5 separate regions of the Mus musculus genome follow, and regions 2, 3, 4 and 5 are each linked to region 1. The links are chromatin contacts, called in public capture Hi-C and promoter capture Hi-C maps. All regions are on one chromosome and are shown on one strand. The core of a region is the stretch at or near the end of the contact, and the rest is flanking DNA. Distances in the headings are between cores, read along the strand shown. Region 1 holds the start of Mpp4 (membrane protein, palmitoylated 4 (MAGUK p55 subfamily member 4)). Region 2 holds the start of Flacc1 (flagellum associated containing coiled-coil domains 1). Region 3 overlaps Gm973 (predicted gene 973). Region 4 overlaps Cflar (CASP8 and FADD-like apoptosis regulator). Region 5 overlaps Gm973 (predicted gene 973).

The links. Promoter capture Hi-C pulls out the DNA fragments that hold promoters and counts their contacts. Capture Hi-C pulls out chosen DNA fragments and counts their contacts.
Region 2: a capture Hi-C map of embryonic stem cells shows a contact between it and region 1, with 10 times the contacts expected there. The contact joins the promoter of Flacc1 here to the promoter of Mpp4 in region 1. A contact is called at or near these places in 2 of 39 promoter capture datasets (both in embryonic stem cells) and 2 of 9 other capture datasets (adipose tissue and embryonic stem cells).
Region 3: a promoter capture Hi-C map of embryonic stem cells shows a contact between it and region 1, with 3 times the contacts expected there. The contact joins the enhancer-like site here to the promoter of Mpp4 in region 1. A contact is called at or near these places in 8 of 39 promoter capture datasets (the C10 cell line, cranial neural crest, embryonic stem cells and 3 more), 1 of 15 datasets of contacts at CTCF or cohesin (pro-B cells), 1 of 484 Hi-C or Micro-C datasets (nephron progenitors), 4 of 115 datasets of contacts at active chromatin or transcription factors (acute myeloid leukemia, bone marrow-derived macrophages, embryonic stem cells and 1 more) and 3 of 9 other capture datasets (adipose tissue, liver and macrophages).
Region 4: a promoter capture Hi-C map of hematopoietic stem and progenitor cells shows a contact between it and region 1. The contact joins the enhancer-like site here to the promoter of Mpp4 in region 1. A contact is called at or near these places in 12 of 39 promoter capture datasets (the 3T3-L1 cell line, the C10 cell line, the HPC-7 cell line and 7 more), 1 of 15 datasets of contacts at CTCF or cohesin (the NIH/3T3 cell line), 1 of 484 Hi-C or Micro-C datasets (cerebellar granule neurons), 1 of 115 datasets of contacts at active chromatin or transcription factors (acute myeloid leukemia) and 3 of 9 other capture datasets (adipose tissue, embryonic stem cells and liver).
Region 5: a contact with region 1 is called in a promoter capture Hi-C map of hippocampal neurons, with 1.9 times the contacts expected there. The contact joins the enhancer-like site here to the promoter of Mpp4 in region 1. A contact is called at or near these places in 5 of 39 promoter capture datasets (the C10 cell line, cranial neural crest, embryonic stem cells and 1 more), 2 of 115 datasets of contacts at active chromatin or transcription factors (embryonic stem cells and pancreatic cancer cells) and 3 of 9 other capture datasets (adipose tissue, embryonic stem cells and macrophages).

What each region holds. Positions count from the first base shown.
Region 1 is chr1:59,158,810-59,163,724 of GRCm38.p6, forward strand. Mpp4 (membrane protein, palmitoylated 4 (MAGUK p55 subfamily member 4)) reads right to left here and starts at 2,827. Exons shown (of 22, transcript NM_145143.3): 1 at 2,723-2,827. Als2 (alsin Rho guanine nucleotide exchange factor) reads right to left here. Exons shown (of 34, transcript NM_028717.6): 34 at 3,947-4,915.
Region 2 is chr1:58,693,049-58,697,963 of GRCm38.p6, forward strand. Flacc1 (flagellum associated containing coiled-coil domains 1) reads right to left here and starts at 2,941. Exons shown (of 15, transcript NM_175370.5): 1 at 2,854-2,941.
Region 3 is chr1:59,582,675-59,587,589 of GRCm38.p6, forward strand. All of the region lies in intron 10 of Gm973 (predicted gene 973), which reads left to right. Gm39648 (a long non-coding RNA gene) reads right to left here. Exons shown (of 3, transcript XR_865454.2): 3 at 3,724-4,020. Among named protein-coding and RNA genes, the nearest start is that of Gm39648, 11 kb to the right of the region's middle. Within about 2 kb of position 2,172, at least 19 of the 459 cell types and tissues checked have an H3K27ac peak or open chromatin away from gene starts, as enhancers often do. A contact at or near this core is called in adipose tissue, bone marrow-derived macrophages and embryonic stem cells, where this site is marked.
Region 4 is chr1:58,740,661-58,745,575 of GRCm38.p6, forward strand. Cflar (CASP8 and FADD-like apoptosis regulator) reads left to right here. Exons shown (of 10, transcript NM_207653.6): 8 at 305-386. Among named protein-coding and RNA genes, the nearest start is that of Cflar, 30 kb to the left of the region's middle. Within about 2 kb of position 2,786, at least 179 of the 459 cell types and tissues checked have an H3K27ac peak or open chromatin away from gene starts, as enhancers often do. A contact at or near this core is called in the HPC-7 cell line, the NIH/3T3 cell line, acute myeloid leukemia and 3 more, where this site is marked.
Region 5 is chr1:59,533,207-59,538,121 of GRCm38.p6, forward strand. The region is part of intron 2 of Gm973 (predicted gene 973); the gene reads left to right. It overlaps Gm28411 (a long non-coding RNA gene), which reads right to left. Exons shown (of 5, transcript XR_003948670.1): 5 at 1-36. Among named protein-coding and RNA genes, the nearest start is that of Gm973, 11 kb to the left of the region's middle. Within about 2 kb of position 2,380, at least 48 of the 459 cell types and tissues checked have an H3K27ac peak or open chromatin away from gene starts, as enhancers often do. A contact at or near this core is called in hippocampal neurons, where this site is marked.

The sequences.
Region 1 (4,915 bases), core at 1,577-4,076:
TAGGATGTGCATCAGGTACAACAGCCTTGTCCTATGATATTCCTCTCCAAATCAGCTGTTCCTAGCTGTGTGAAAGAGAAAACTATTCTCCCACAAACATCCCCCTACCCCACCTTTCGTCTATAATACATTGTTTTAAATTGTTTACATACACAGTCATACACTCACATGTGTATAATTCATTTTAGCTTAGAGGTCAGAGGATAGGTTGCAGGAATCAGTTCTCCTCCTCCACCATGTGGGTCAGAGGGACCAGTCTCAGGTTGTCAGCCTTGCGGGCAAGTGCCTTTACACAGAGCCATCTCAGCAGGCCATCCATCTCTTACAATAACGGACATGTCCTGTTTTATCTACCTGCTTTCCATCTGTTTGCCTGGGTGAATTACACACTGGTGAGGGCTCAGAGGGCCTCCCTGGCCTGAACACACCCTGATGCTCCATTCTGCATATGGCACTTTGTGGTTCTTCATGGAGCTTGCTGATCAGTTGCACAATTCCTGTTAGGCGACTGTATGGAACTCTGTGACACAGGTAGTATACTGTCCTGGATGAACTCTGTGACAGTTTACTGTCCTGGCATAGTCTTCTAACCTGGAGACAATGTAACAGTGATCTGGCTATTTTTCCCCACACAGCCTTTCTGCTCCACCTTACAACCTGTCTAAATCCTAGATGACAGTCTCTCGGACATTTTGCATAGATTGAAACACATGGTAGGTAGCTCATTGTATCTTACCCTATCAATTTCAATACTCATCTATAGCAAACAATTTAAACTACTTAATTAAAAAAATAAAAATAAAAACACTGCTCTAGATTTATTTACTCTCACAAAATGAAATCCAAAATGAGTGGCCTGGTGGAATAGAAGTTTCTGCATTGCCTGTTTGACAGTGTTGAGGCAGAGACCATCCAGACTTGGGTCAGCCTCATGTGAAAGGCTCACCAGCACCCTGGCCCAGCCCTGGGGTGCACATAGCACTCATCTATCTGCTCCAAGATGGTGCATTTCCAGCTGTCATGTTTATACCTCAGCCGGCAGGATGAGGACAGGGCGAAGGAGGCAAGGGCAAAGGGAAGGTAGGGGTCTCAGGGAAAGGCTTAGAACTTGTTCTATGTGATAGATAATCACTGTCCCTGCAGAATGTGCAAGTGTCTAACTTCATGTCACTGAAGAAACAAACATAAATCAACCCCAGAATGACCTGAATGTATAACTCAACTTTTCAAGCAGTGGTGGCGCACGCCTTTAATTCCAGCACTCAGGAAGCAGAGGCAGGTGATTCTGTGAGTTTAAGACCAGACTGGTCTACAGAGCGAGTTACAGGACAGCTGGGGCTACACAGAGAAACCCTGTCTTAAAAAACACAAAAACAAACAAACAAACAAAGTTTCTTCTTACAAACACAAAATAGTTTGCAAGAAACCAATAAATTTGAAGAAACGCTACCATCATAATTGAAGAATTAACACATTGCACATTAAACCTTACCAAGTAGTCTACCAAATCAGAAAATCATTCTATCAGCGCTAATCCTGCTTGTGACTCAGGAAACCACTACAGCACAGCACTCCTGGAGTCTATTTACTCCTGCATTCAAAGTTGCTACATCCTTTCAGGGTTTTGTGTAGGCTCACATGTGTGCTTCTGTGCTATCTATCCACACTCACACGCTTAAATACACAGTATCCACATGGTAGGAGGGAGCTGTTTTCAGCTATCTTGCTTTTGGTTGGTTTCCTGTTTGTTTGGTGACAGAGTCCCATGTAGTCCATGCTGGCCTCAGACTTTCTCTCTAGTCAAGGATCACCAGATGCTCTCATCCTCCGGTCTCCACCTCCCAAGGGCTGGGGTTGTGTGACAGGCATGTGTGACCACAAATGGTTTATGTGGTGCTGGGAACTGAACCCTGGACTTCACATATGCCACACAAGCATTCTACCAGCTAAGCTATATCTTTCTTTACCTTATCCTTTTTATTACTGGTGGGGCACTATGTGGATTTAAATAATAACCTTATGTGTTTAAGTGCCTTGGTTTGAATTGCGCCAGAATGAAGGATTCTAGACAGGTGATTTATAGGGTAAAGAGGTAGGGAATAAGAAAAGGCAATTAAAAACTGTGTTATAAAGCAAGTGGTCACCATGAATACCTGGAATGTACGCAGCATTACCTTAAAATTCAGCTTTGGGTCTCTGGGGTAGCTCAGCAGGAAATGCATTCGCTGCCAAGTCTGATGACTTTGAACCCACATGGTAGGAGGGAGCTGTTTTCAGTTGTTCTCTGACCTCCACAAGCACCAGGGCTTCCACAAACGCATGCGCGCACACTTGCACACAAGCGTACACACACACACAATTAAATTGTAATTAAACATTATAATTAAAACATTTAAAGCATTTCCTTCTGCTTTAAAACAATTGCTATTCAAAGTCCTGACCTCTTACCCACTAGGCTTGTTTTCTAAAGTATTTTTCAATATGGAAATCTTGAAAAAGCCCATATGCAACCCTCCCTGAGAAATGGCCTGCTGGCTTCCTCTGCATCCAAGGCCCTCACAGAAGATGGGACAGTTTCACTTGAACTCTTTGACAACGCACTGTGCCACGCTTAAGAGATGGTACTGTAGGACAGTCAACCACTTTAACACAGACTACCCACGATTATCTGTAGCTGCTGCTGGTGCCTTCTGGAAATGCGGCATTGCGAGCAGACTCTTACCTGCAAGGATGAAAACACAGTGTTGCTCCTGGCAAGAGAGAAGCAAGCAGGAAGCACCAGGAGGCTGCTAGCTGCCAGTCACCTGATGCTCTAGAGAAAAGCTCTGTGCATCCTCTTTGGCATAATCCTGCCCTTGCAGGCTAACCCTGGACCTCTTCTAAGCCTCCGCAGCAGCCCTAGCTGTCCCTGCAAGGGAACATCTCATTTACATTATCCTCCACCACAGTGAGCTTTCTCTCACATGAGTACTACACTCCCATACAAGCCCTTAATATTTCTGTTGACTGTTTCCAGATAACAAACACCAATCGCCCCCCTTCAAATCTTTCCTACTTTTAGTTTGTTTTTTTTTTTTGAGACAGAGTCTTATGTAGCCCCGGTAGCCTCAAACTGTGTGTATAACCAAGGATAACTGAACTTCCTCCACCCTCAAGGGCTCAGACTACAAAGGTGTGCCACTACACCCACCAGAGGCTTTTACTTTTCTTAACTTCAGCTTTTCAAGGCCTAATGCAGAACACATCTGCGGGGCATAGGCAGTGGGAAAGAGTAGAGGAAAGTCGGGAAGCTCTGGGTTGGAGTCCCAGCGCAGACACAGCAAACTATAGCTATTCACCGATAGGGAAAGGGAGCCCCCAGACTGGCACTGCTGAGGGCTGCTGTGAGTTACATAGGTGCTGGTATTTCTAGTCACAGACAGTGCCTGGAGATTTAGGGTTTTCCACACACACATGAAAATTTATTGTTTTAAGCTGCAACTCAAGAACTGTGTAGAATGAGGAAAATACAGTGGTTAGGCAGCTTCTCTTAAAACTGAAATTAGAAGATTGAATTGCAACGGGTTCTCAGAGATGTGAGATGGCATGCTGCCATTTGAGAATTTCTCTGGTCCTATTGTCCAAGTTTCCATCCATTCCCACTATTAGCCCCTCCTGATCTTTCTCTGAAGGAGGTAGGTGTTCAATTACTTTGGCTTTACTAGCCAAATCTGGCATTTGTGTCTTGGCTCACAAACTAAAAATATGCGAAATGAGAAAGAGTTGGTCCCTCTCCACAGGGAGCAGCTCGGCCTGGCAGAAGACGGTAGGCGGAGAGATGCGGACAGTGCTATCCTCCTAAACCTGTTCCTCTAGCCCTTCCCTAAACAAAAACAAAGCCCACAACTGTCTTACTCACAGCAGCAGTTTTCCTTGGAGACCTTTGTCTCTGGGTTATCGGGATCAGAATTAACTTGCTCTTTGCCAGAAATTGGCTAGTAGTTAAGTGAATTAAAAACCCCAGGGGTTCCTGAGGTCTGAGGCATGGATTACAATGTGGAGAAAGAATACTGTAAACTGAGCACTCTTTAAAGTACAGTCTGCCCCATGTCATTTCTTCCACAGTCATAGAACAGCTTCGTAGAGATGAATGTCATTTATTATGAAAACTGCTGTTACATTACAGCCAACATTCCAAAACAGTATGTTAACAAATGCTTGTCTTGATTATAAAGTAGCTCGGAAATCATGATCCTTTTCAAAAGTAGTTGCCGCCTGCTGAGTCATTTCCCATGAGTCAGGCCACTGCGCTCGCCTCCGAGTACAGCAGATGAGACAGAAGAGCACCTGTGGTATCCAAACAGCTACGAGTGGCACTGCTCCAGCGCACACCCACAACCCACACTTGTGAGGCTGCTTGTAAAAGAGCAAACCGTGGTTATGCGGTGCTGTCACAATACTTCTGAGGTGGGAGAATCCCATGTGCGTCTCTCCTTCCTTCCCTTCTGAGTTCAGTGTGAGGTAGAGGGAAGACCCGCAGACTGGGCTGAGGGCCACTGTAGCTCCCTGCTTCCTCACATGTGCAGATCTTCAGTCTCCACACAAAGCTTGTGCTAAGAAGCTTACGGGCCTCCTGGGTAGGCAGTGGGCCTCGGATCAGTGAGGTTTGGAGCAGCTTGGCACGGCAGTGTTTGCACTCCAGTGTATTCCTATGTTCTTTTCAGTCAGCAGGCAGAAGATCCTATGTGGATGCATTCCACGAGGGGACCAGGATGTCATAGTCACCCCGTGGGAGCTCTCTGACCACAAATGCCTTGGTAAAGGGGCTTACAAAAGGTTAAAACTACAGTTTAAAACTTCTTCTCCCCCACCCCCACCCCTAGCAAAGTAGCATGCTGCACTTGTGCCTGGGAGAGGTCTAGGAAGGCAAGGGATG
Region 2 (4,915 bases), core at 1,691-4,190, 470 kb before region 1:
CCCTGTGTTTTCAGAACCAGACCCATCCCTGTTCCCACCCCCCCAGAGCCTGATGATGCATACATGCACATACATACATACATACATACATACATACATATATAAGCGTGTGAGCACACATGTGCACACGCACACGCACGCATGCACGCGCACACACACCTGTACATAGAGAAAGAGACTTTGTAGCTCAGGTACTAAAAACTGAAAATTAGGTCAGAATGCTAGAACTTTGTTTCCTGTTCCCCTCATGACACCTGTTATGAAAATTTTGGGGGTTCTTTGAAATCAGGTAGGCCTGACTTTACACATTAGACATGGGAACGTAGGAAGCCTGCTCTTTTGAGCTTATAAAATTAAACATTGTTTTATTTAAAATTTAAAGTTGGGCTGGAGAGATGGCTCAGTGGTTAAGAGCACTGACTGCTCTTCAGCAGGTCCTGAGTTCAAATCCCAGCAACCACATGGTGGCTCACAACCATCTGTAATGAGATCTGATGCCCTTTTCTGGTGCATCTGAAGACAGCTACAGTGTACTTAGATGTAATAATAATAAGTAAATCTTAGAAAAAAATAAAATTTAAAGTTAAATGAGCACCTTTAAAAGTCTAGCTTGAGCTGCTCCGGGCTGGGTTGCATTGCTCTGAACATTTACTAAGAACCATGTTCTCAGCCCTGTGCATGGAAAGGAATCCCATGAACTACATGGCTTTTACATATAGAAAAACTCTCTCTTTTTAAAAGAACATAGGTTTATTTGTATGTATGTGTATATTAACTTGAAATCAGCTTGTTACAGAGACAGTCATTACAGAAAAGATTAAGGAAGTGAAAAACATCAAAAATACAAAATCCAGAGATGACTAGTGAGAATACTTGAGTGTATGCCTTCCAGAATTTTCTGCATTCTAAAGAAACAGACTTACATAATTTCCTATAAACAGGAACAAACTATATTTACATCCTGGATATATTTTTTAAGATAATACCACGAGTTCCTATTATGTAAAAGATGTCATCATTTTTAAATGTAAGGTTTTTTTTTTACAATCAAGAAATATAAAAGAGGGCTGGTGAGATGGCTCAGTGGGTAAGAGCACCCGACTGCTCTTCCGAAGGTCTGGAGTTCAAATCCCAGCAACCACATGGTGGCTCACAACCATCCGTAATGAGATCTGACTCCCTCTTCTGGAGTGTCTGAAGACAGCTACAGTGTACTTACATATAATAAATAAATAAATAAATAAATAAATAAATAAAATAAAAATAAATAAAAAAAAAGAAATATAAAAGTATTCCAAATGTAGAGAAAGAGTAAAGTAAGCTCACCTATCCCCTAGATTCAACAATGTCAGTGTGACTAATCTTGCTTGTCTATACCCCTCCCCCACTGCATTTTACTCCTCCAGCATCGTATTATCTTAAAGCAAAATTTAAACAACCTTTCAAGTAAGTCTGGGATATGTTTCTGTATCATTGCAATTCTAAATTTTTTTTTTTTTTTTGTCTTTTTGAGACAGGGTTTCTCTGTACAGCCCTGGCTGTCCTGGAACTCACTTTGTAGACCAGGCTGGCCTTGAACTCAGAAATCTGCCTGTCTCTGCCTCCCAAGTGCTGGGATCAAAGGCATGCGCCACCACCGCCCGGCTGCAATTCTAAATTAAAAAAAAAAAAAAGCTTTATTCGTATTTGTGTGTGTGTGTTTGACTGTGTGCGTGTAGATCATAAGTGTTCAGGAGCCATGGAAGCCAGAAGCCAGCATTAGCCACTCGGGAGCTGGAGCTACAGGCTGTCGGGAGCCATTAGATGGGGTTTATGGCAACGAACCTGAGGTTCTCTTGAAGCTCAGCACGCACCCTAATCCCTGGGCCATTTCTCTTGCCTCACAACTCTACATTTATATCAGTTCACTTACTTATATTTTAACCAGTTTTGTATTGATAAATGTTTGTTTCCTTTTTTCCCATTCTAAACAAAAAAACGCCTTATTATTTATTACTTTTTCTTAAAAAGAAAAGTTCCCTTTGCATCTATGGGAACCATATTCAAAGCATTTAAAATCAGTAATGCAAAGCTATTGAGCCCTTAGAACAGACTTGGGCTCTTAGCAAATCCCGAGGTAGGTCTGAGGGTGTCAGGGTTGAAACTGAGGCAAGGAAGCTGGTAAGGACCACTTTTAGGGCCTTTTGATAATGATCGTTTACTGGTTGGTGAGTTTGCGTGTGCGTGTGTGTGTGTGCGCGCATACATGTGTGGATGTGTGTGCTGATATATGTGCGTGCGGGCACGTGTGCAGATGTATGTGCATTCGGGCGTGTGTGTGTGCGTGTGTGTGTGTGTGTGTGTGTGTGTGTGCGTGTGTGAGTGTGTGTGTGTGTGTATGTTTAGACATGTGAGGATATGTGTGTGGATGTATGTGCGTGTGGGCACGTGTGTGTGTTCCCTTCTTTTCTTCCCCTGTCTTATCTCCCTGGTGTTTCACTCACAGCCGGAAGTTGTCGCTGAGTGAGCAGAGCTTTAGAAAGGGTGGGTTTTCAACAAGCGGCTGGAAACTCTTCCCAAGATCTTACTTTAATTCTTTCAAAGATTCATTGGCCTTGTGGTCCCTTCCCAGGTTGTGAGTCTTAAAGAAACCATAATGTTTTAGGGAAACTCAGGGGTCATTTCTCACCCAATCAAGGTGTTTCAGAACTCATGGTTGCTGTGTTTATTCCCAAGTGGTTGAGATGCCAAGGCAGAAATCTCCAGACTGCCTTGAAGACTTGCAAACCCAGCCAGTGGTGTTTAGAAGGGTTCCGCGGCCATCCACCCCAGGAGCTTCCCTTAGAAGACAGTTCAGTTGTCCCCAGTTATTACCTGAAAGTCCCTTGAGGAGGAATTCACCCTCTAGCTAGTCCTTTGACTGAGCCTGACTTGTGCCCCAGGATGGTTTGTTTCTTTTATCACTATGGAAACCCAATGGCGGCACCTCATTGGCCCAAAGCTCTCTGTTCTTCCCAACAGAATGTTGGGGAAGCAGCCAGTTAAACTGTTAAATCTTCACACTCAAGTCAGATCCTCAACAGCAGGGAATACATATAAGAGTTCCAGTATCACATGTGAGGCCCTAGAAGCTTAATTTCCACAACAGTAGACTTACTGCGGGACCACTAGGCTTTATGGACACATGGCCACAGTTCCTGGATTTTTGTAGTTGATTTTAACTTCCTCCGTTTTTCAGAAACCTAGAACTAACTACAGTGGGCACTTCCTTCTTTGAAGCTCAGCCTTTGAGACCTGTGGCAATCCACAGAAACGATGAAATTTTTAGCTACCTGTGCGGTTTTAGTTTTCCCCTAGGCGAAGTTGATCTTGCTAAATAAAGCAAAACAAAAAAGACAAAACAACCAAACCAAAAAAGTGCTGGCTTATTCATTTAATTTTAATACAACTCACTAAAAGACACACATTTTATACTGAAGGTTCACAAACAATACTCTATTGTTTACTATTCTGTTTTTCTTTTATAAATCAAGACTGATTGTAATCCATTAGATTGGCTTCCTGGTCCTGTGATGGTTCACACTTCATAGTTTACAAAAGCTGGAAGTTCACAAGCCTCCTGTATCCTCTGAATGCCAGTGCAGCTAGGCACGGGGTGCGACCTCAGTCCTGTGCTCAGTGGAGCAGAAAGAAAGGCTAATGGACAGAGAAGAGCTGAAAAATGTTACCTTAAGAGACTCAATTGCAGGCAGATTTCTGAGTTCAAGGCCAGCCTGGTCTACAGAGTGAGTTCCAGGGCAGCCAGGGCTAAACAGAGAAACCCTGTCTCAAAAAACCAGAGAGAGAGAGAGAACAAGAACTTCAACCAGAGAAGTTATCTGACTAGATTTACATGTAAGATAGACCATGTCAACCAAAGCAAAGAAACAGGAGGAAGAGCCGTAGTATGAGACAGAGAAACCATGTAGAAATATCTTAGAGGCCTGATGAGCCTTAGATGTGGGCCAGCAGTGGCGATGACCAGAAGACAACACAGGCTGGGACGTGAGAGGGAGGGAAGGAGAGGCATTCAACTCCTGAGTCTCCAACTCCAGTGGCTGAACTGCTGTTAGTGCAGCTCACTGGTTGGACTATGTTGGGGATGAACAGATTTGAGAAGAGACTGTCCATTCTGTTTTGGACATTCGGAGGCCCCAAGGGGACACCTGACTGGTGATGTCTACTGGAGAATTTATCAGAAGTCCCATACGTTCAAAGACGACTCTAAAAACGGATTTAGTGATTGATTGAGGGAGTGGGTGAACATGTAGGCGACTGTGACGTGTAAGACAACCTGGAGGCAGTGTGGTCAGTAAGTGAGAGGACTCAGCCACAGGCCTGCTAACTGGCTTCTCTTATGCCATTAACACGAGGACAATAGATGGTGAAGGAAACTCCAGATGCTTGCTCACCTCAGGCATACATCAACCTGTTAGCGTCAGTTCAGTTGTTTCCCTGTGGTGGTCAGATAGAGGCAGGCTCTGTCACCCACTGAGCTACATGCCCAGCACTAATGCCATATTGAGATATCGGTACCTTCTACCCCAAACACCCACACCCCAATATACTCCAGCCTCAATACAGTTACACTTTTGTCAGCGCCAAAACAGCAGATGGGGCATGAAGTGAAGGCTTTCAAAGGGAAGTGGTATTCATGGTGTCTTTCCTCAAGGCATGGAGGGAACAAGGGCTAGCATTTTAGTAGGTTGGCCCTTGCTATCAGTCTTGGTTTGTGTGATGTTGCTGCCCTCCTGAGGTAGCAAATGCTATGAGCCTTGAGCAGCCAGGAGCTTTGCATTTAAAGTGTGACTGTATTTGCTGACTGTGTGAATGGACCCAAGAGGAAGAGTGTTCTCTTCAGAGGTGTGCAAAGATCTCCAGGGCACTCAGCTGCCAC
Region 3 (4,915 bases), core at 922-3,421, 420 kb after region 1:
TGTGAAGAAGCAGAGCTGACTTTTCCCAGACTTCTGCAAAGTCAGAATTAGAATAAGAATACAGACACCAGCAGCCACAAGCCGAGAATCACATTTTTCCTTCCAAATCAGGAAAGAAAATAGCGATCGAGTTTGTTGTTTGCTTGTTGGTTTTAAGGCATCAAGGAGAGGAGCTAGGGAGATGGCTCTGTCTATAAAGAGCCTGCCACAAAGGCAAGGTCTGAGTTCAGATCTCCAGACCCCACATAAAAAGCCTGACAGGTACAGCTGCAAACATCTGTAATCGTGGCATTGTGGGAGGTGAGCAGGAGACAGGCAGATCCTTGGAGCTCATTGTGCAGCCAGCCCAGCTAAATGGATGCACTCCAGGTTCAGTGAGAGACCGTTTCAACAAATAACATGGAGAACAATAAAGGGAGACACCAGATGTCAATCTCTGGCCTCCATACACACGCACACACACCCATGAGCACATACACCACACACGCACACACTCACACGTACGCACACAGGTAGGATAATTATGAAGAAGGAAGGTGCCGATTTGAATGGCTTGGAAATATCTAATGTTTCAAGGGATGTGTGCAGACTTTTTGATAAGCGGTCCTCTGTCTGAAGCTCTGAGGGTGACAGTGTCTTCAGTCTCTCAAGAGAAGCTAGTAGGGAATTCCTAGAGCTGGATCCAGGGACTGGGAACTCCTGAGGCAGATGCTATACCACTGCTCCAGGGGTTGCCTAGGTCCCTCCGCTCTCAGACAGCCTCCAGGGCAGGCTCGCCAAGCCTCTTATCTCCAACTTCTTGCTGCTTCTGGCCTTCCCTCTTTTCCCCAGCACTTCCTTACAATCAGAGCAGAAATGAGTCTGTTTGCACAATATTTGAACTGACCTTTCAGGTTAAAACACCAGGCCCAAGTCAGGCCTCCATTGAAGAAAAGCATATCTAAGCCACTTCTCCACTACTGAAGAACCTCAGAAACAACACAGACACACACATACTATGTGTGTCTGTCTGTCTGTCTGTGTGTGTGTTTGTGTGTGTGTGTGTGTGTGGTTTGCCTCCATTGAAGACACTTTTCATAAAGGATCCGAAGACCTTAAGTAATAACAATAGCAATAATAATTACAGAGTTGTGACTAAGAAAATACAATATATTTTGGAAATCCCATAGCTCCAAAGGCCATACCAATACTCCCTGCATGGTCCAAACTCATGTATCCCTATGGCTCTACTGGAGGACCCTTCAAAGAGTGACCCAGCCATGACAAGTTAACTATAGACTAAATTATGAACTTTGCAGTCAGACTGAACTTTGGATCTTAAGCTCCAAGCCTGGTTCATCTGCAAGGCCTTGGTAAGTTCACAAACTCTGGAAATATCTTGTACCTCCTTTGCAAATGGAGAAAGGTTCCCATCTGAGCTTCTTGGTTGGTTGGTGTTACCATAGCCTGCCTGCCTTTGAAAAGGAACCCCGAGGGGAAAAGCCTTATGAGGAAAAGTCTAGGGAGCCCCACCAGTCCCCAAGCCAGGAAAAATGGGGTGTAGGGTACAAAGGACTTCCTCCTGCCTCTCTCACCCCTCCCCCTTCTTGAGGCTCAGGGCACTTTATTAGGTTAATCACTGCCTCGGATTTTAACTACTTCCTCAACCTACTCCACATAAATGACTAATTTTATGTTTACCATAAAGCATCTGGAAAGGCTTTAGAAACAAATTTCTACCCAACAGACTTCAGTTTACCCACCTTGATGGGCCACTGGCCCAACCAGTGGCCTCCCTGCCTCTCTAGGACCTAGGACCTTTCTTGCTCTGAAGCACAAAGCAGGCTTGCAGCAACAGTAGTAGCAGCAGCAATTAAGCCCGTCTTTCTTTTCTTTTAATCCCTACTGACTCAGCTCGTCCCTCCATCCTTTAGGGTCTGGTCATGTAAGGTCACTCACACATAATACATTTGTCTAGTTTTGTTGTTGGTGGTGGAGGTTTGGTTTGGTTTGGCTTGGTTTGGTTTAAGTCACAGTGAGAATCCCAAAGGTGGAACCTTTTGGAAACAACAGACCTTTGAGAAGTCACATACCTAGGCTGGGAAGTATGAGGGAAAGAAAGTCTGGTATTGCTGTCCAAGTTCAGCTCTGGGGTCCGGAGGCTGCCCCCGTGCGCCCCCTCCCGGTAGTACTGAAAACCTCTGCTCTGAGTCTTCAGTGGCCGCGTCGCTAAGGCCAAAGCCGAAAGGGTGAGGGGCTCTAGCCTCCCAGTTCCACTTTCAAGTAAAGGCCCTTAGGCACCCCTTCTACACCTAGCCGGAGGTTCCGGGCCTCAGAGCCAAGTCCATCAGTTTAAAAAAAAAAAAAAAAAAAGCGCCGCAGCTGCCATCAGCAACTTCCTTGGAGTTAGAAGTGGGGAGAAGTCAGAGAAATAGGGGGAAGAAGACTACAAGGGGAGTTGCGTGGAGATGAAAAGAGCGATGAAAAAAGAGAAAGAAGACAAGCAGACGTGTTTCAACTCCAAGCTCCCATTTCCCCTTTCAAATGAACGGCCTCCCCACTGTGAGCAGAATCAAGTATTTATGAAGGCATTTTTTGCATATTAATAGCTGCGCAGGGATGGGGCCCTGCCAGCGCTTAAGTCCTAAAGGTATGGTGCCCTTTTGAAAATACAGGTCTTTCCAGCCCCTCATAGAATTTGGTTTTCTCCTTCAGATTTATTTCCCCCTCTGCCTTGTGGGTCCTCCTGGGGCCCTACAACTGATTAAGAGAAATTAGTTTCTGGGCTGCCTTCAGAGTCCAGGACTGCTCTTCCCTCTGCGGGTCGCTGACATCAATCGCAGGCTCTCGCCTTTCCTCTTCCCCAAGGCCTCTGGGGAGAGGCTTGAGGTTGGGTGAGGTGCCCAGCACCTAAAAAGAATCTTAAAATTGTAAATGGAAGTTTCAGAAGGAGATATTAATACATCCGTGCAGTGAGAGAGGAGAAAGTAAAAAAGAAAAATATGCAATCATTTCATTAACGTTAATAATACTGTCGATCCTCGGTGAGGATTGCATTTCATTTTTAAAAAGAAAACATAGAGAGTTAGAAACATAATCAAAAGACCAAATCATATTAAAATAATAGTAGTAGGCAAGAATATGAGCTATAGTTTAGTGGCAGGGCTTGACTACCATAGGCAAGGCCCTGGGTCTGATCCGGAATACTCTTATACACACACACACACACACACACACACACACACACACACACGCACACGCATACGCGCGCACACACACACACACACACACGCACACGCATACGCGCGCACACACACACACACACACACACAGAGGCACAGATGACTAGGGCTTGGGGCTGTAGTTCAGCTGGTTGAGGTCTATCTTAGAATGCACATGGCCCTGCATTCTATCCCTGGGACCACATAAAACCCAGGCACGGTCACACACCTGCAATATCAGCCCTCGGAAAGAAAGGCTCAGAAAGTCAAAATCATCCGAGGCAACCTGAGATCTGTGATCTCCTGGAATCTGTGATTTAATACTGGGCAACATCAAGGTTCCAGACGGTTGGTGAGGAGGAGCCAGCCTGGGCTGCCCAGAGTCCACCCTCTGTGTGCACTGTTATAACAACCAAAGTGTTTCCACCCACTGCTAAATATTCCCCAGGGAGCAAACTGAACCCATCACCCCTCTCTTTTTTTCCTCCTCCTCTTCTTCCTCTTTCCCCTTCCTCCTTTCCTTTTCCTTTTTTGTTGTTACTGTTGTTCGTTTTTGAGCCAGAGTCTTACTATGTAGCCCAGACTGGCCATCCTACCTCACTGAAATTATAGGCATATGCTATCACGTCCAGAGTGACTGAATATTGAAAGTGCAAATCAAAACCATAAGTCAATCATGATTCCATCTATGGTTGTTGATTTTTGTGTTTTGTTCTCAAGCATCTGTTAGGGAGCACAAAATTAGGGTGCTCTGGGTTCAAACTTCACGTCGCGTCCCTGGGCCTGTGGTCTCTGCTCTCCTCCCCTAGTCGTCTTTATTCTATGAAAAAGGAAAGATAAAAAGAGTTTGTAAATTTTCAATTTGATGGAGACATACTCACATAATCGCAGGACCCTGGAGGCTGAACCGGGGGTTGGGAATGTGGTATCTACTTCAAAACCAAACTGAGCACCCTGAATGGAAAAATCAAAAAAATCAAATAAGTAAATAAGTTTACTTTTTTTTTTTTTTTTTTGGACAGGGTCTCACTATATAGACAACGCTGCATGCACTCTGACTCCCAAAGATCTGCCTTTGCCCCCAAAGTGCTAAGACTGGAGGCATTCACTACCACGCCCAGCTAAATAAATAACTTTTTTTTTAAGATTTATTTTATTAATATATGTAAGTACACTGTAGCTGTCCTCAGACACTCCAGAAGAGGGAGTCAGATCTTGTTACAGATGGTTGTGAGCCACCATGTGGTTGCTGGGACTTGAACTCTGGACCTTCGGAAGAGCAGTCGGGTGCTCTTACCCACTGAGCCATCTTACCAGCCCCCATAAATAACTTTTAAAATGTACATTGTATGCAAGGGAAGCTAAAATGACCCAGGAGTCACAATGTCCAGCAGGAGTCCATGCACAGCCAGCTGAGCATCAGCAGCAACATTTTTTTTTTAAAGATTTATTTATTTATTATATGTAAGTACACTGTAGCTGTCTTCAGACACTCCAGAAGAGAGAGTCAGATCTCCTTACGGATGATTGTGAGCCACCATGTGGTTGCTGGGATTTGAACTCCTGACCTTCGGAAGAGCAGTCGGGTGCTCTTACCCACTGAGCCATCTCACCAGCCCAGCAGCAACATTTCTTAACACTGTTCTTTTAACAAATTGAACATTAATCTGACTGGTGTTGTGCTGTTATCTTCTAAGACTCAGAGAGTCAATGAA
Region 4 (4,915 bases), core at 1,536-4,035, 420 kb before region 1:
ACAAGGGCATGTGACCCATCTTCTCTCTTTCAAATTATCTTTATTCTGCAAAGCTAAGACACATGTAAAATAAATTATACTTCTCATTCAAATTAAGTAAGAGTTGGAATAGCTATTTGTCTTAAACTCATTACTGTGACAGAGGAAAAAATTGACATTACTGGGAACTGTCAGCCGTGATGACTTTAGGCTGTGTCTATTGAGTGATTCACCTGCCAAAGGGAATGTTTAAAACAAACGAGAAGAAGAATGGATAAGTCTCAGAGAAGTATCCAGCATCTCTAATCCCTGCCTTTCTTTCTAGCACATCCGTGAAGAGACTTACAGGATGCAGAGCAAGCCCCTAGGAATCTGCTTGATCATTGATTGTATTGGCAACGACACAAGTAAGTGTAGAACCCCGGGATCCACTCCCTACAGCATGATCATGACCAAGCAAGGTGGATCTGTCAACATGGCAGATACCAACTGCAGTAACAAAGTACACTCTACTATGGTGCTTGCTTTTCAACCATGTCATTGTCTAGTGTGGATCGGGCTAAGGGAGCTTGTTATGTCATAGGGTCAGCCAGGGGTCCTGTCGTCCTTTGATGCCTTGGAGTCTGTAGAGTCCTCTGTATTTGACTGACTGACAGATGAGGGAGTAGAGACTGTGTAGCGGATCTCATCACAGATTTTAGAGAAAGGCCTGAGAAGGATGCACCTCATCTCTACCCACTTCCTATTGGTCATTACTTACATGGCTTGGGCTAACGACAACAGACATAGATAAATCAGTTGAGTTATGGGTTAGGAGGAACACGAGATGAACTTCGGGAGCACAACACTAGCTTTAAGTTGTGGAAGTTGGTGTGTCTTTGTGTGTCTTATCTGTGCATCCTGGATAATGTGGCTAAGGGTGGTCCTGGTCTGCAAGGGACATTTATAATGCAAGGCATTCTGGTTTCTAATATTGTCAGATGTTTCACTTCACCTGGATAGACCATGAAAGCCTTCCTTGGGGCTATTAAAAACATGGTGTCTGTGTTAACGTAGGGGTGTGGCTAGTGTTTGAACCACATGTGACTAAGATCTCCTCTCTGTTTGATCTACCTGTGAGCCTTCATTGTTTGGACCCGGTTGTTTGGCTCAGGTGTTGGATGTCTGGTGCAGACTGAACGAGGCAAGCCTAGATGCCTGGGATACGGCTGCATTTAATCACCTCTCCCTTCCTTCAGATGAGTGATCACTGTAGTTCACGACTTTCATGTCTCTCAACACTCCTTAGCATCAGTCAGAGAGATGCCTCACTTCAAATATTACCAAAGGGAGGTCTGTACAAAGACAATCTAAGAGAAGGGCGGATTAGCAAATATGAAATTGGATTTCCCAAGATTTCAGCTACAATCCCACTTTCTCATGTCCTATTTTGGTACATGAGAAATGTGTCTCTTCGCTATAGAGAAGAGTCCTTTCCATTTGTGATGGTTTGAATGAGAACGACCCCCATCGGCTCATATATTTATGTTCAGTCCTCTGTTGAAAAACCATTTGTGAAGGATTAGTAGGTGAAGCCTTGCTGGAGTACGTGTGACCTCGTTGGAGGAGGTGTGTAATTGAGGGGCAGGGCTTTGAGATTTCAAAAGCCCACACCAGGCCCAGTCTGCTGCCTGTGGATCAGGATATAAAGCTCTCAGCTATTGCTCCAGCACCATGCCTGTCTGCTTCCTGCCATGATGATAATGGACTAACCCTCTGAAACTGTAAGCAAACCTCCAATTAAATTCTTCTTTTATAAGAGTAGCCTTGGTCATGGCATCTCTTTACAGCAATAGTAACCCTAACCCTTAAGATGCCATTTTAGCTATTAGCATCAGTAGACAAATGAGGAAATAGCTCCTCACTGAGTCACTGACTGTTCTAAAGGACATTGTGGGATTGTTCTTTTACTTTTGATTGTAGTTGGCCTTGCTTCCTTCATCATCAGGAAATGTCTGAAGTACAGAGCTTTCTGTGTTGTACCCGTGTTTATGAGACTCATAAAGATCAAGTCACAACCTGCCATGAGTCATCAAGCCTCAGCTATTCATGACTAACACCCAGGGCCTGTGTTGGACGTCTGTTCCTGAGTTATGGGCAGCTGTATGTCTATGTGTGCATAGCTGTACTTCTCCCACTGTAGGAGAGCAGCAGAGTTGGGCCCTGGCAGTGATTGCCCGGATTTTAATCATGGCTTTGCTGTCTATCTTAGCTTGTGATGTGCGGGCTCAGTGTCTCTGCTAAAACGTGACTTCCTAACAGAACTTCCTTTATGTGATGGTTGGGAGAGTGAGATTATACTCATAAAGGACACAGGACAGTGTCTGGAATGAAATGTAAGCTAATGTCAGTGTAGTCCTTTCGAGGTTAACATCCTGGAGATGGAGTGTGTGACTAGAGGGGACCTGGCCCTACAGAGAAGGGCACGTCAGCTGCTCCTTCTCTCTGAGAGTCAGGGGTCTCTTGACTCATGCGCCTTTGAGAATAAAACAAGCTGCTGGCTTAGAGTCACTTATGGACTCTCCCAGCTCAGGTGGCTAATCTGCAGATAAGAGACGAGACGGTATGGGTTTGTTCAAATCGCTTTGTTTTGCTTTGGCGGCTGAGAGGTCCCAGTCCCTCTGTGAAGACAGACAGACAGACAGACAGACAGACAGACAGACAGAGAGAACACTTGCAAGTTTTTTAGAGGAAGTATTTTCTCCTCTGCTGCCGCTTCTGATATCTTTGTTATCTTTAACTGACTAAGACACACATTTGGTAGCAGACTTTGCAGTTTCCACTGTAGTGTCATGTGAAGAGACTTCCTCTTCTTACACTGACAGGCTAGGGGTTGCTCCATGCCTCCTTATGTGTTTTTTTTTTTTTTCTCCTTCTAACGGAACAAGTGGAACCTTGAATACACATTATTTTCTTGTAGTCACATTTATATAATAAGAACATTTGTGCACGGGGAAGTAGGGCGCTCATTAGGATTGGTCTCTGCTCATGAAGAAAAGGGGCAAGTGACACCCACAATAGTAGAGGGAAGTTGTGTTCAGAGGAATGGTAGACAAACCATTCGGGCCCCTCCTGGTTCTCATGTGATCAGTGCCCTGAGAATGGCTTCTTCCTGGGAACAGGAGTGTGGGATGAGGTACTCTTTGTTTTCTGGACATGTCTATCCTCTGGACTCAAGCAGCTATTTGCTTAAAAGCTTAATATTATTTTTAAAAATAATTTATTTTCATTTTATGTGCATTGGTGTTTTGCCTGTGTGCTTGTGTATGTGAGGGAGTCAGCTCGTGGTAGTTGTGAGCTGACATGTGATTGCTGGGATTTGAACCTGGGTCCTCTGGAAGAGCAGTCAGTGCCCTCTACTGCTGAGCCATCTCTCCAGCCCCAAAGCTTAACATTATTAATGAAATTTCTCTTTAAGGCCCTCACTTCACCAGGCCTAAACCTAGGGTGTATTTAAGAAGTGTGGGTCTATGGGCCCTTGTTGGAGGCCCTTGTATTTTAGAGTTTAAAAAGGTAGTGTGCTACATGTACATGTTCAGGGTAGCCCCTTTGACAGGTATGTTAATACTTAGGTTGCAAACCAAATGGATATTTACATGATATGGGATAGGAGTCTTCCTCTCCTGAGAGTCTTTCCAAGAAAATGACTTGGCAGAAACGACCCTAAGGTTGTTGAATGTTTGAGGTCCTAGCGCTCTGGGTGAGGGGTCATGGGTCTGAGTCCTGGCTGTCTTGGGCATACCAGAAAACTGTTTTGGGTTATATAGCATTGGTATTATTTTCTCCTGATACAATATCATCTGGAAAGAATTACCAGTAATCAACTTTGCATAATAAAGATTTATTATTATTATCATCATTATTATTATTATTGAGACAGGGTTTCTCTATGTAGCTCTGGCTATCCGGAAATGAACTTACTCTGTAGAACAGGCTAGCCTTGAATTCAGAGAGATCTGTTTGCCTCTGCCTCCTGAGTGCTGGGATTTAAGGCGTGCACCACCACTGCCCAGCAATATAGATTCTTAAAAGATGGTTTGTAGCTTTCTTCGAGTGTGTGCTTGAAGCAGTGAGGCCTTAGCTGGCCTAGGTGACCAAATGCAGAGTTGGATATGTGCCAGATGGCCCTGCTCCCACCCAGCTGTTGCCCCAGCTATGCCTTTCCTCACCAACATCTGCCCTGTCAGCGGCTTGTGTGAGGGACTTTCCTCTCCTTTGCCCTGGTTTTTCAGACTCTGGCTTAAGTTACAACTTCTCCCGCAACGCTCCAGTGTCCGAGATCACACTGCCCTTTGTTTCGGTGAGTGATTATTTGTCCTGTGACCCCACTAAATGATGAGACATCCAGTCACACATGTGTACACATGTGTTACCTTCATCTGCAGCGAGCTGTGTGCTTGGTCCGTGTCTCTTGTCATAGATTCTAGTAAGACAATAAGGGAAGCTTAGTAAAACTCAAGTTTGGGGGCTACAGTAGTTTGTTCCTCCCAGGTACAGAGTGTATGCATCTAGCCTCCCATAGAAAAGCCACAAACACCAGGTGGCTGCTTTCTGTCATGTGTCAGACTTCCCTGTTGGCTCAAATGGCATGGCAATTTTCATTTTCTTCCCTATTCTTCTCTTCCTGGTAGCTGCTGAGTTTTATAGCTTCCTCACCCTGTTTTGTTTGTTTGTTTGTTTGTTTGTTTCTTTTTTTAAATAAAAATTGAATTGTCCTCAAGCCTAAAAATGGAAAGGAAGGAAAGAAAGAAGGAGAAAGAAAGAAAGAAAGAAAGAAAGAAAGGGAGGAAGGAAAGAAGGAAGGAAGGAAGGAAGGAAGGAAGGAAGGAAGGAAGGAAGGAAGGAAGAACTTATTTTAGGATTAGATTGCTCAATGGGTAAAGGTGCATGCTTACAA
Region 5 (4,915 bases), core at 1,130-3,629, 370 kb after region 1:
GAGGGATGTCTGCAGCTGTCAGGCAGGGAAACAAACCTGGAAGAGATAAGAATGAAAACTCAGTTCAAATTGACCTCCTCAGCCTGGATCAAACCTTCTAGAGAGTCTGAAGCCAGGTGGTTCATTGTCAGAATATTTAACCCCAGTTACTTTAGAAAAAAGTTTCCTGGTACAATACAATCCCAGGTGCACAAGAAACACAATTACACCGAAACTCAACTCAGAGTGCATCTCATTTCTTCTAAGAAAATGGGTTCTCGAGATAGGCTACCTGTACTAGCCTAAGGGTCTAGGGAAGGATGTGACCTGGTCTCGTCATACAGATATCGAAGAAGTCATTTAGATTACTAGCCATCTCTAGTCCTGGCTGTGGGAACTCGATATGGCCCGGCCCAAGAGATAACACGAATCACCAGGCTTTAAATCACCTCCATTTCCCAGCTTTCTGGATAAGAACAGGTTTTACACCCATTCCTTCCAGGGGAAAATCCCATATGCTTGATTAACATTCCTGGAGATCTGTGGGTGGGAGGACTTCATGCTGTGCTCCCAACACATCGGAGAAAGACCCTTACTCGTCCATCCACCAATGGGCATCTAGAAAGATTCTGTCTCAGCTATTGATGCCCAAATAAGCGTGGGAATGCTGCTGTAGTGTTTTCCTTCAGTTACTGCCCAGTTGTGAGTTAGACGGACAGATTCTGTGGTGGATCGGTTGTCAGTGTTTAGGGGGAATCTCCGTTTGCTCTCCACTGTGGCTGTGCTCATTTACATTCCTAGCAACAGTGCTAAGTGTTCACTTTGTTTCAAATGGAGCCAGTATTTGGTATTCAGTCATTTCTGTCCTTTTAAAAGACCAGATCTTAGCCAGGCAGTGATGGCACACGCCTTTAATCCCAGCACTTGGGATGCAGAGGCAGGCAAATTTCTGAGTTCAAGGCCAGTCTGGTCTACAGAGTAAGTTCCAGGACAGCCAGGGCTACACAGAGAGACCCTGTCTCGAAAAAACAAAAAACAAAAAACAAAAAACAAAACAAAACAAAACAAAACAAACAAAACCCCAAAAGACCAGATCTTATATCTGGTCTCAAGCTCACCAAGTAGCTGAGAAGGACCTTGAACTCCTGACCCTCTGGCTCCCAACTCTAGAGTGCTAGGCTTTCAGGCAGCCATACTGTCTGGTTTGCAGCATAGCTGGGGATAGAACCTAAGGCCTCAGGCACTCTAATACCTAAGTTATATCCCTTGCCACTACTTCTTGTCTTTTTAAAAATTACATGTATTTGTGTGTGTGTGTGTGTGTGTGTGTGTGTGTGTGTGTGTGTGTGCACGCGCGCGCATAGGTCAGAAGACAGTTCTCTGGAGTGGTTCCCTCCTGCTACCATGTAGGTCCCAAGGATTGAACTCAGCTCATCAAGCTTAGCACCAAAGCCCTCTGCTCCCAGCACTCTCTCCCTGGCTCCTCTTATTCTTTGTGATAACAGCTTTTCTCGTTTGGGTGAGATGGTCTCCCATTGAAGTTCTGCTCTGAATGGCATTAAGCATTTTTCTCACCAGTCTCTTTTGACCATTGGATTTTTTTGAGAAGTGCCTGCAGACATTGCCCATTTTTAAACTGGATTTTTTTCTTTATTAATGTTTTTAAGTTCCTTCTATACTCTGAATAGTTATCCTTTGCCAGAAGAAAGCTTTATTTAAAACACTCCGTTTTGCAGGCTTCTTCACTGTTGGTTTTCTGAGTCTGGAGTAATCCTGTTTGTCTAATTGTGCCTTTGTTGTCTCTGCTGTTTTGGCTTCTTCCTACCATGACTGCCTCTGCCTGGGAAAGTCTAGAGTAGCTTTCTGGAGGAGAAAAAATTTAAATGGAATCTTGTGGTTAAAAAAAAAAATAGAGACCCAGGCATACATAGGTGAGCAGGGGCCCAGAGCAAGCAGAGGGAATTCGGGGGAATCAGCCAGGCGTGAACTGTGGCTGCAGAGTAGATCTGGAGAATCTGGTGAGGGCTGAGTTGGCTAGGAAATGCCTACCAGCCCTGGCATTTCTGGGCATCTCTCTTCAGCCTCTGTGGACTTCTGCACACAGAAGCTGGGCTGCTCTCTGTGGTATGGTAGCAACTGGCTGGGTGGGCCATTCTGACCTTCCTGAGGATGCTGGTACCCTGGCATCCTGAGCAGGTATACAAGCCCTAACCACCACCTCCTTCTGTCCTGGGATGAATGGACAGCACAACACATGCAAGGCAGCATGGGCACACACACACACACACACACACACACACACACACATCTTCATCAGCCTGGTAGACATGGAGAAGGCAGCCTGTCAGAGCAAGCCTCTCATTAAAGGTGGAGGGTGGCTAACAGGCTGCTCTGAGCATACTAATTACTTGTCTCACAAGAAGCCTGGAGAGGGTTGACTGGCAAAGCCAAGGCAGGCTGAGCAGGCTGAACCCACCGCAGTCAGCCTCCTGCTGTCGTGTTTATTTCCCTCTTCCAGAAACTCCCTCCCCGGCTCCCTTCTGTCTCCCTCTCTGTTTTCAAGTAACCTCTGAGTGGGTGGTTGGGTGGAGAGCTGAGAATGAGCTTTACTGGGGAAGAGAGAGGACTAGGAAAATGTGGAAGAGGAGGCAGATGCACTAAAGTTAGTTGATTTTTAACTTTCCCTCCTTATAAATATAATCTAACCATATTACTAGAATTCTGATTTTATAAAAAAAGAACTATGTGTGTGCTCGTACCCAGCAGTGTGATATTGCTGTTCTGAGTATTTTAATATTTTTCTTTCAGTCTCTCCACTGTTATTATACGCAAAGACACTCTTTAAGAGGTGGTAATTATTCTAACTCGTTCCTCTGTGCTTTGCCTTGTTTCCACTCACACTATGCATATTGGAAACATGGAAATAGCTCTCACCCTAGCCAGCCTCCTCAGTGGTCCTGGTCTTCCCTCTGCCCCTGTTCATCCAATGATGAAGCTTTATGAATTACCTTCACAGTCATCACTTGAGAAACGAACAAGAGAGACTAAAAAAACCATGCAAACACACGTGCATGTGTGCACACACATCCCAACCCAGGATGTCCTTTTTCTAATCCCTAGAGTCTGTTAATATGATACTGTATGACAAAGGGGAGGGGCTGGGGTTGCAGATGGAATGGGGGCCGCTAAGTGGATGAAGCTTTGTTTGATTTGGATCCTTTGCTGAGGACGGAACCCAAGGTCTTTTATGTGCTCATCAAGTCCTCTACCACGGAAGTTCTTGAGAGCTTCTGGAAAAATCTTGTGCTGGCGACTTTCTTTTTGCTTTGAGCCAATGTGTGATTTCTAGCCCCGCGGGGCCACGAGGCAGGGAATGTGTAGGTGCTTAAGAGCCTCACTTGTCTGTAAACCTTTGCTTCAGCTGACTGTTCTCTGAGCATCCAAGTGTCAGCTCTTCTGAGACACTATAGCTTCTGCTGACACAGGGTGATGATGACTGTCTGAGTCTGGATAAGACCCCCAGTTGCCCTTGTTACTTAACAAGTATTTCTTTTATATTCCCTCGTTATCGTAATTCTAATGTATCTGTGGGAGCTTTGCTGGGCTGCTAGCTTAAGGTGCAAGGAGCTGCTAGGACAAGTCAGAGAAGGCCTTGCCTTGGATTTGGACTACGTACATACTGTCTTGCTTAGTCTTTGGAAGCTGATCTTGGCCACTGTATTAGTTTCCTATGGCTGCTATAACGACGGATACTCAGCCAGTGACCCAGCTAACACTCAGACAACAATGTATTATCTTACACTTCTACAGTTAGAAGTTTGAAATGGGTTTCAATGAACTAACATCAAGGTGTGGACAGACCTGTGTATCTTGTGGGAATCCCAGGAAAGAACTATTTCGCTGAAGCTTTCCCTTTCCAGCTTCTATAAGAACCTTGTATTCCTGGCTTGTGTCCCGTTCCTCCAAGCCAGCAGCATGGGATGGGGGGCTGAGGGGAGGTCCTTCTTATCTTGTGGTCTCTCTGGTTCTCCCTTCTGAGTCCTTACATTTAAAGAATCCTCATACATGACAAAGACTTTGCAAATCTGATGTCATAGAAGCTGTGGTTCCCTGCACTGATCATGCCAATAGATATCTACTGATCATGGAGGGGACCATGGAATCATTTCCTCTCTGCCAAAGTTTAGATTTTTGGGGAGAAACTGTCACTGGTTTTAGTTGCTTATCAAATGGTTAACCTCACTAGTCTCCAATAGGTTTTTCTAAATCTATGGTCACACAGAGAACCTGGTTAAAAATCAGTGGGTCAAACAATAAATAAGAAGGTATGAATATAGGTTGGAGACATTTTGGAAGGGGTCAGGGCTAACAGTGATCAGAGGAAACTCAGTGTGGATGAAGGTAAGAGTAGCTGTATGCATTACATAGATGTATGACTCTAGCTGCATATGTATCAAAAGATGGCCTAGTCAGCCATCACTGGAAAGAGAGGCCCATTGGACTTGCAAACTTTATATGCCCCAGTACAGGGGAATGCCAGGGCCAAAAAGTGGGGGGGGGGGTGGGTGGGAGGGTATGAGGGACTTTTGGGATAGCATTGGAAATGTAAATAAGGAAAATACCTAATTAAAAAAAATGAAAAAAAAGAAATTGTCAAAGAGCAATTTTAACCAATAAAAAATATTGAGCTTCCCACCTGAAAAAAAAAATCCTCATAACTACATTGTGCCTACAAGAACCCATTGTGCCCATAATAATCTACCATTTTTAAGACTAGCAAGTCAAGTATGGTACTATAATCCCAGTATACAGAAGGTAGAGGCAGGAAGTTTGTGAATTTAAGAGCAGCCTGAACTACATGATGAGACCCTGTCTCAAAACAAAACAAAACAGAAGCTCAGAGTGCGACTCCATGGAAATTCCATCTCGAGACAGA